Linked DNA regions of Gossypium hirsutum: region 2 is linked to region 1. A link is a contact called in public Hi-C data. All regions are on one chromosome and are shown on one strand. Each heading gives the region's core, a stretch centred on a gene start, on an enhancer-like site or on the middle of the called end of the contact. The rest is flanking DNA. Distances are from core to core; before and after follow the strand shown. Region 1 holds the start of LOC107909856 (histidine kinase 3). Region 2 has its middle 16 kb from the start of LOC107908280.

The links. A called contact is a pair of places that touch in the nucleus more often than the background predicts.
Region 2: a contact with region 1 is called in a Hi-C map of leaf, with 3 times the contacts expected there. The contact joins the enhancer-like site here to the promoter of LOC107909856 in region 1. A contact is called at or near these places in 5 of 34 Hi-C or Micro-C datasets (callus and leaf).

What each region holds. Positions count from the first base shown.
Region 1 is chrD02:56,365,792-56,369,873 of Gossypium_hirsutum_v2.1, reverse strand. LOC107909856 (histidine kinase 3) reads left to right here and starts at 1,928. Exons shown (of 11, transcript XM_016837543.2): 1 at 1,928-3,564; 2 at 3,993-4,082. The coding sequence starts at 3,076.
Region 2 is chrD02:56,648,247-56,652,414 of Gossypium_hirsutum_v2.1, reverse strand. No RefSeq gene overlaps it. Among protein-coding and RNA genes, the nearest start is that of LOC107908280, 16 kb to the right of the region's middle. Within about 2 kb of position 2,529, at least 8 of the 9 cell types and tissues checked have an H3K27ac peak or open chromatin away from gene starts, as enhancers often do. A contact at or near this core is called in leaf, where this site is marked.

The DNA.
Region 1 (4,082 bases), core at 679-3,178:
AAGACAAGTAACCACCATGCCACACCTCATGACTAAAAAAATACAAATTTTTTATTCTCATTGAAATGGTTGGTATCAACAGTGTAATTCTAGTATATATATTTAAACACTTTATTGAATTGATATAACTTTTAATCGAGTCATCAACTCAGTTTGAAATTACAAAAATATTCCCTATTTTACATTATAGATGCTTATATTTAAATACTTTACTCAATTAGTGTCACCCTTAATTGGGTCATCAACTAAATTATAAAATCATAAAGATGTATATTCTTTTAAATTATAATTAATATTAGGGTAAACTATCTCATTAGTCACTTTAAATAGTAGTCATTCTTATTTTGGTCACTCCAAAAAAAGAATTTGATCAAATTAGTCACTCCACCATAAAATGGTAACGAAAAAACTACTGGTACATTTTCATGTATTGTTTGAGGTGACCAAAATAGGAATGACCTTATTTAGAAAGACTAATAGATATTTTTTCCTAATATTAGTGTGACTAACATGGAATGCATAGTTAGCATTCCAATACCATTTATTAGTACTTGATCAATTTAATCAATTTCTTTTTTGGGTGACCAAATTACAAAAAAAAATTAGAGTGATCAAAATAAGAATTACTCCTATTTAGAGTGACTAATGGGGTAGTTTACCCTTAATATTATTATGATTGCTCTTTTGTTTTTTTTTTATTAGTTTATATCATCTTTAAATAAGAACATTACAAATTACAAATCCAAGGATCGAATGCATTTAATAGTATTAAAATAAAAAATTATTACCACCCCACTTATATTCATTATTAAATAAAATTTAAAAGAATATATTTTTAACATAACATATATCTTTATCTATGTATTTATTATCTTCGACTTTAATTGAGGTGATGCCACTCATCAATCAAATTTCAACCCAGTTGAGAGATTACTAAAAATACATTTTTTTTATATAAAGTAAGTTATATTATTATGAGAGTATTTTTGCTCATTTAAATTTTTATAAATCAATTAAAATTTATACACAATAAAATTAAAAAAAAACACACTATAAAATTAAAATTTGCATTTCAAGTTTCAACCAAAGCATCATAAACTTTTAATAAGTATATTTTGTTACATAATATTTTTTTTCATCTACATTATGGGTGTCATAATCTAGTTATACTTAAAATTTCTAATATAATTGGTGTCACGAATTAACTGAATTAGATTTTAAATATTGAACTTTATCATTTCAATTAAAATTTCATTTAATTTTTATATAAAATTTTAATAATATATTCTTTTAAAATTATTTCCCAAATGTACCATAATTTAATATATATTATTTTTCAACGTCCTTAAACATACAAATGGAAAAAAAACTCAAAAAATTTATATTTAATTTTTTTAGAAATTTATATTTGTTTTATGAATAGCACATAAATTAACACATTGTTAATAAATAATAAGATGTTAATTAAAAACTATTATTTTATTTATTTATAATAATTTTAAATGGGTAATTTATTTATGGATGATGCAAAATAGTATTGATTTATATATTTATTATTAAATTTATAAAATAGGGTAGTTTTATATCTTTTCATAATTATTATTATGGATATTTTAACAATTTAACCATTAAATTTTTCAATATATTTGTTCTTGTCATACAAGCAAACTTTTGAATCGATCAATATTTCTATCATATTGATCTAAAATATTATCTATATTAATATATATTTAGTTGTTTGAATTTTTTTTTCATAAAATGAATAGTTGGAAAATTTTAATTTATGCCGAACTTAACATACATGATCGAAGAATGGATATGACGGTTGGATTGACATAATATTAATCATATAAAAATTATAAAATTGTGTAAAACTATTTTTATTTTACACCGGTATAAATAAATCACCAATGATACTTAAATATAAAAAATATGGTTTTCTCATTTTATGCTGGGGGAGGTTCCAACTCTTATTAATTGAATTAGTTCATAAATTAAATAAAAGGGGAAAAAAAGAAAGAATAAGATAAGATTGCATTAGTGAACAGTGATAGTAGTAGAAAATGAAATGTTAAATTAAATACATTTGTAAGCATTGAATTTAAATTCATATTATTTTTTTGAGTAAAATAGTAGTAGTATTATTAAATTAGGGGGGGTTGGGGTGTCGTGAATGGTATGGGTAGAGATAATGGCCTATGCTAGCAGACATTTCTACAACCATATTCTTCTCATCTTCCTTTCATAGATTCTTTCAATCGTTGATGTCCATTAATCCCACTCTTCTTATGTTCTTCTTTTCCCTCTTCAACTACAGCAGCAAAGTGTCATGTTTAGTAAATAATAAGATTACTTTGTATTAAAAATCAGCTCGAAAATTCTGTTGATAGATCTCAACAGGGTGTTGTTACAGGTGAAGTTTGGGTCTGGGGGATCAAACAATAAAATCCACATGTTTAATTGCTGTCTTGGTGCTTGATTTTAGGAATTTAAGGATTTCCTGTCAGATTCTTTTGGCTTGAGGAAGATTATGTTAGCTAAGTTTTTATTGATTTGATATCTAGTTTTGGAACCCTTTTGTTTTTCTGGACATTTTGGCCTAGTCTTTTTCTTGTTCTGGGATTTGGGTGGTGGTTAGAAAATTGAAACTCAGAATCTAGAGGGATTCTTTCATTCTCTCTCTTTCTCTTTTTCTTTTATGGTAATTGTGAAAAATTTCCATGGTCTTCCTCAATTCAAGGTCCTATATCTTGCATTTCTCAGTTATTAGAGGGTGTAGTGCTGGATAAGATGGCATCTTTTGTTTTTTTTCTTTCCCGCACGGTTACAACACCTTCTGTCTTGTAGTCAATTTGGAGTTTGCTGGGTTTGTTTTTTTAAATATTTTATTCTCTTATCCCAAGGTTCTTGAGGTTTTCTGGTGATGTTGGATTTTACTAGACAGTTTTCTATAGATTTGACAATGGGTCTCTCTCTTTTCTAGCTGGAATTAACAAGCAAGTAAGACCCACTTTCAGGCTAAGGGCGGGGGTTACTGTTTGCTTAGTTAGCTGGTAATTGGTCACTGTTTCTTGGATGAGTTTGCTCCATGTATTTGGGTTTGGTTTAAAGGTGGGGCATCTGGTTTGGATGTTATGTTGCTGGATAGCATCTATGATTTTAATGAACTGGTCCATTAATGGTGAATTTAAGGACCCCAAGGCTGGTCTCCTTGGTGATAGTGGTAGCAAGATGTGGTTCAAATGTTGGGATGAAATCTCAAAGTATAGCTTCAAGATCCACCATCAGTACTACCAGTATATTGGTTCCAAGAGAGTTGGCAAGTCTTGGTCGAGAAAGCTCTTGTTTTCATGGGTAATTGGTTGGACCTTGGCTTCTATTTGGATCTTCTGTTGTATGAGCTCTCAAGCTACCGAAAAGCGCAAGGAGATGCTCGCTAGCATGTGTGATGAGAGAGCTAGGATGTTGCAGGATCAATTTAATGTCAGCATGAACCATATCCAGGCTCTCTCTATTTTGATCTCAACTTTCCACCATGGGAAATACCCCTCTGCTATTGATCAGGTAATCCATATCCTCTTCTTCCAACTTTTTCTTAGCATTTTTTTTGTGCTTGATTGCGAATTGTTTAGTGTCTTCTTTGCCTTGTGCTCAAATCAAACTGTGAAATCTTGTTGCTCTTTTTTTATTATTTTTATTTTTTAAATTTACTATGAAATTCAATCTAATTGCCAATTAAATTGATCTAGGTTAATCTTGGCTTCTCATTTGATGTGATTGATTGCCTGTTATTATACATTTTCAACCATAATGGTTGCTCCTGAATTTTAGATCAAATAAGAATTTTGGCAACTTGATACATGTTCCTCCTTCAGTATGTTAAGCGTGGTTATTTAACATTACGACCAAAGAGATATATGTGTGTTCTAAGTTATGAATTATGATCACTTGTGTTTTATTCAACAAAGGAAACTCACTCTAAGAACCTGTAGAGGACTTTTGCGAGGTACACAGAACGAACTGCTTTTGAGAGGCCCCTCACAAGTGGTGTGGCATATGCTGTAAGGGTGCTCCACTCTGAA
Region 2 (4,168 bases), core at 1,280-3,779, 280 kb before region 1:
TTATGAGATCTTGCATACTTTTCGGCAAAAGCGTACACGGAAAAAAAGATATGGCAGTAAAGATTGACATGAGCAAAGCCTATGATAGGGCTGAGTGGGGATATTTGAAGGAAGTAATGTTACAAATGGGTTTCACATCAGAGTGGGTTAGGCTGATTCTGAATTGTGTTTCCACGACATCTTATGCAGTTAATATTAATGGAAGAAGTGGAAGAATCTTTTCACCATCTACAGGCTTACGTCAAGGGGACCCTTTGAGCCCTTCTCTATTTTTGATTTGTAGTGAGGGATTATCAGCTTTGATGAGAATGGCTTCAGCGGCGGGAATGCTAAAAGGTGCAAAAGCCTGCAGAAGAGGTCCAGAAATTTCACACTTGCTTTTTGCATATTACTGTATTTTGTTCGGGGAAGCATCAGATAGGGGTGCTAGGGTACTAAAGGATATTTTGAAGGAATATGGAGAGTGTTCTGGGCAACGTGTTAATTTCAATAAGTCTACAATATTTTTTAGTACGAATACATCTGATGAGAAGAAGGAAAAAGCATCGGCAAAGTTGGGGGTTAGGATCTCAACAAACTTAGAACGTTACTTGGGGCTTCCGAACATGGTTGGTCGAAGAAAAAAGGAATCCTTTCAGCATTTAAAAGATAAGATTTTTACTAGGATTTATGGGTGGAGTACTAGATTGTTATCCCAATGAGGTAAAGAAGCCTTTATTAAATCAGTGTTACAGGCCATTCCAACCTATGCTATGTCGTGTTTCTTACTACCAAAGACTTTTTGTGGGGAATTTGAAAACATATTTGCTAAATTTTGGTGGCAGAAAGCGCATAGAAGAAGAGGTATTCATTGGTGTCAGTGGAAATATTTATGCCGTCCTAAAGATGAGGGTGGATTGGGTTTCAGAAATATGGCCCAATTTAATATCTCCCTTCTAGCTAAACAGGGGTGGCGTATTTTGTACAATCCAAATTCTTTAGTAGCATAAGTATTAAAAGCAAAGTATTTTCCAAAAGTTGATTTTTTAAATTCACAATTGGGGAATAACGTTTCGTATACTTGGAAAAGTATTTGGGCTACTAAGGGTGTCTTCGCTAAGGGATTATGTTGGAGGGTGGGTAAAGGTACAAATATTTCAATCAGTCGTGATTATTGGATTCCAGTTTTACCGCGTGATAGATTACTAGTTTTAAATACGAATTTGAATGATAGTAATGTTGCGGAATTAATTGATTCAAGCAGTAGAACATGGAAAAAGGAGTTGATAGAGTATACCTTTCCGGAGGATGTAGCCGACATGATTCTCAGTATCCCGCTGGCTGAAAGACCACATGAAGATTTCCAAGTATGGAGTGCTGAAGCGTCGGGTGAGTTCACAGTTCGTAGCGCCTATAAACTATTACAAAGTATTGCAAATGATCCTAGAGCTTATGCTTTACAAGCTGACTATAAAGACTTCTACAGGAAATTATGGCTACTTAATCTACCTTCAAAAATAAAAATTACACATTGGAAGATCTCTTGGAATTTCCTAGCTACTCGAGTTTAATATGCTACTTAGACGACTAACGGATACATCAATGTGTCCTCGTTGTGGCTCTAGATCTGAATCTATGGAACATTTTTTTTCGAGAATGCCCTGTTACAATATCAGTGTGGAGAGAGTTATCATTTCATAAATATGAGCAGGAAAACCAGATGGGGTTTCTACAGTGGTTAACCTGGGTTTTTACACAAAGCTTGGCATCCCAGCGTCGGATCTTCTGTGTTGCAGTATGGGCCATTTGGGGAGATAGGAATAACAGACTGCACAACAAAGGGAGTAAATCTGGAAAAGAAATAGGGAGATTTGTTAATAGCTACATTTTAGAGTTAGATTCAGTTGGTAAAAATAGTCGACAAACTTCCATAACTGTTAAAAAATGGAAAAACCAATGGACAGTTTTGTCAAAATCAATTTTGATGCAGCATATGAAAGAGGACAAAATAAAGCGGCTATCGGAGTTGTGGCCAGAGATAAAGAGGGTTCAGTTCTCTTATCTTGTTCGGAGGTTCATCAAAGGGTTTCCTCAGCCTTTGGAGCGGAAGCAATCGCGTGTCGGAAAGCTCTCCAGATCAGAGTTCACATGCAGTGGGAAAGAGTTATTATTGAAGGAGACTCTTTATCAATAATAAAGAAATGCAAAACAAAAAGCCCAGATAAATCACTGGTTAGTGCGCTTATTCATGACATCCATCAGCTTTTGTTATATTTTAAGGAATGTAAGTTCGAGCATATCCCAAGATCAACAAATAGCCTCGCGCATATTTTAGCAACTGAAGCGATTAAGATTAACAAAGGAGGTTACCTGGTCGGACGAGTCCCTGGAGTTGCAGAATTTCAAGCAGAAAACGAAAGGGTGAGAGAACCAAATTGAAGCAGGAAAAGGGAGAAATGGAGGAAAGGAATCGGAGAAGGGCAGATATCAAAGTGACTATACAAAGCTCTCGGGTGATTCAAAACGTCTTGAAGTAGAAAAGATGTTGAAGTGACAAGATGTGTATTGACTTTTAATACTGATTGGGCAGATGGAACGGCTGAATTAATGTGCTGTAGAGATTGTTTCCTTTTTTCATTTTCTAGGTGATTAGGTTTCCTTTTAGTTTGTTTTGTTTTTCCTTTCGTTGGGCCTAGTCTGGTTACTAGGCTTGCTCTATTTATTTTTCTAGGACTATTTGTGTAATTAATAGTTTAATTAAAGCCCAATCTGTGATTTATCTCAAAAAAAAATTCGAAAGAACCCATTCTTGAAAGAAACTCTGTTAAATTGTCCACGTGATGGAAGGCCATAACATTTATTTTAGGATTTAATTAGGTACATCATTCCGCTATAAGTCCAAAGTTGAGCTATAAACCATTAAAACTAAATTAACATTTATCGTTACGCTATAATATTTTTCAATAGACACCAAAAATTCATATTTATCATTAGCAAATTATGTAACACGAGAAAAATGAATATAGAAAAAATTATTAATAATTAAAATTTTTAAAAAATTAATTAAAGATGATAATTCATAAGAAGTAGAGGCAACAATAGCATTATTTGCATAAATTTTAGAATTTCTACATTTATTATTCATTTTTAATGTGCAAAATTTTATATGATGAAACAAGCCATTTATAAAACTAAAAATATATTTGCTTACAAGAGAGTTTATAGGTATTTTGGATGACAACTATAAAATAAAAATTTATAAAATTAGGCTAAATAAGTTAAGTATGTCTTATTCTTTTTTTTAGTTAGCCTTTTAGGTCGTTTTTTTTTAAATTATGGAAATAGGTCAATTTTGGAGAGAGTGTGTAAAAGCACATTCAGCTGGGGACACTTTCCTCCAACGGTCATTTTCCCTAACGACTTTTTAAACATTGGAAATGGTAAAATTATTTAAAAAGGCCAACGGTAATATTTTTTTCCTATAAATACCAAGTCATTTTTTATTCTTTTCACTCAAATCCAAGTCTCTCTCTAAACTCTCAATTCTCTCAACTCTCTCAGTTCTCTCAATTCTTACCATTTTTATTCGACATTTTCTTACACACTTTATTTAAAATACTATAGTTTTATTTAATTATTTTGTATATTCATTTCAGTTAAAATTTCAGTAATGACAAGCTCTCTAATTCGTTTCAGCAATAAGCACATTTCCACCGCTCAAGTGATAATGGTAAGGAGAAATTTTAAATTTCGTTATTTTCAATTAAGTTAAATTTAAAGTTTTTAAAATTTTAAAATATTTTATTTTTAATATAAATAGGCGGATGATTGTGTTTTGGAGGGGTTCATACATAATTTGTCAAAGAGCTCAAACACCGAAATTCATGGTTACTTACAAAACGTGGGATTCTTGCATGCGTTTTGTATGCTCGGGGGCTATAAACTCGACCCTACACTCATCAGCGCTAGGTGGAAAGATGGAGACTGGAGACACACACTTTTCATCTTCCATACGGTGAGTGTACAATCACACTCGAAGAGGTAGCTTTACAATTAGTTTACCAATAGATGGGCCAGTTGTTACAGGGTCAACAATCATTCTCGGTAAAGAGGTCCTTTGCGAGGCATTTTTGGGAAGATGTCGGACAAGTTTCAAGGTGACTGGATAAATATGAAGTGGTTGGAAACT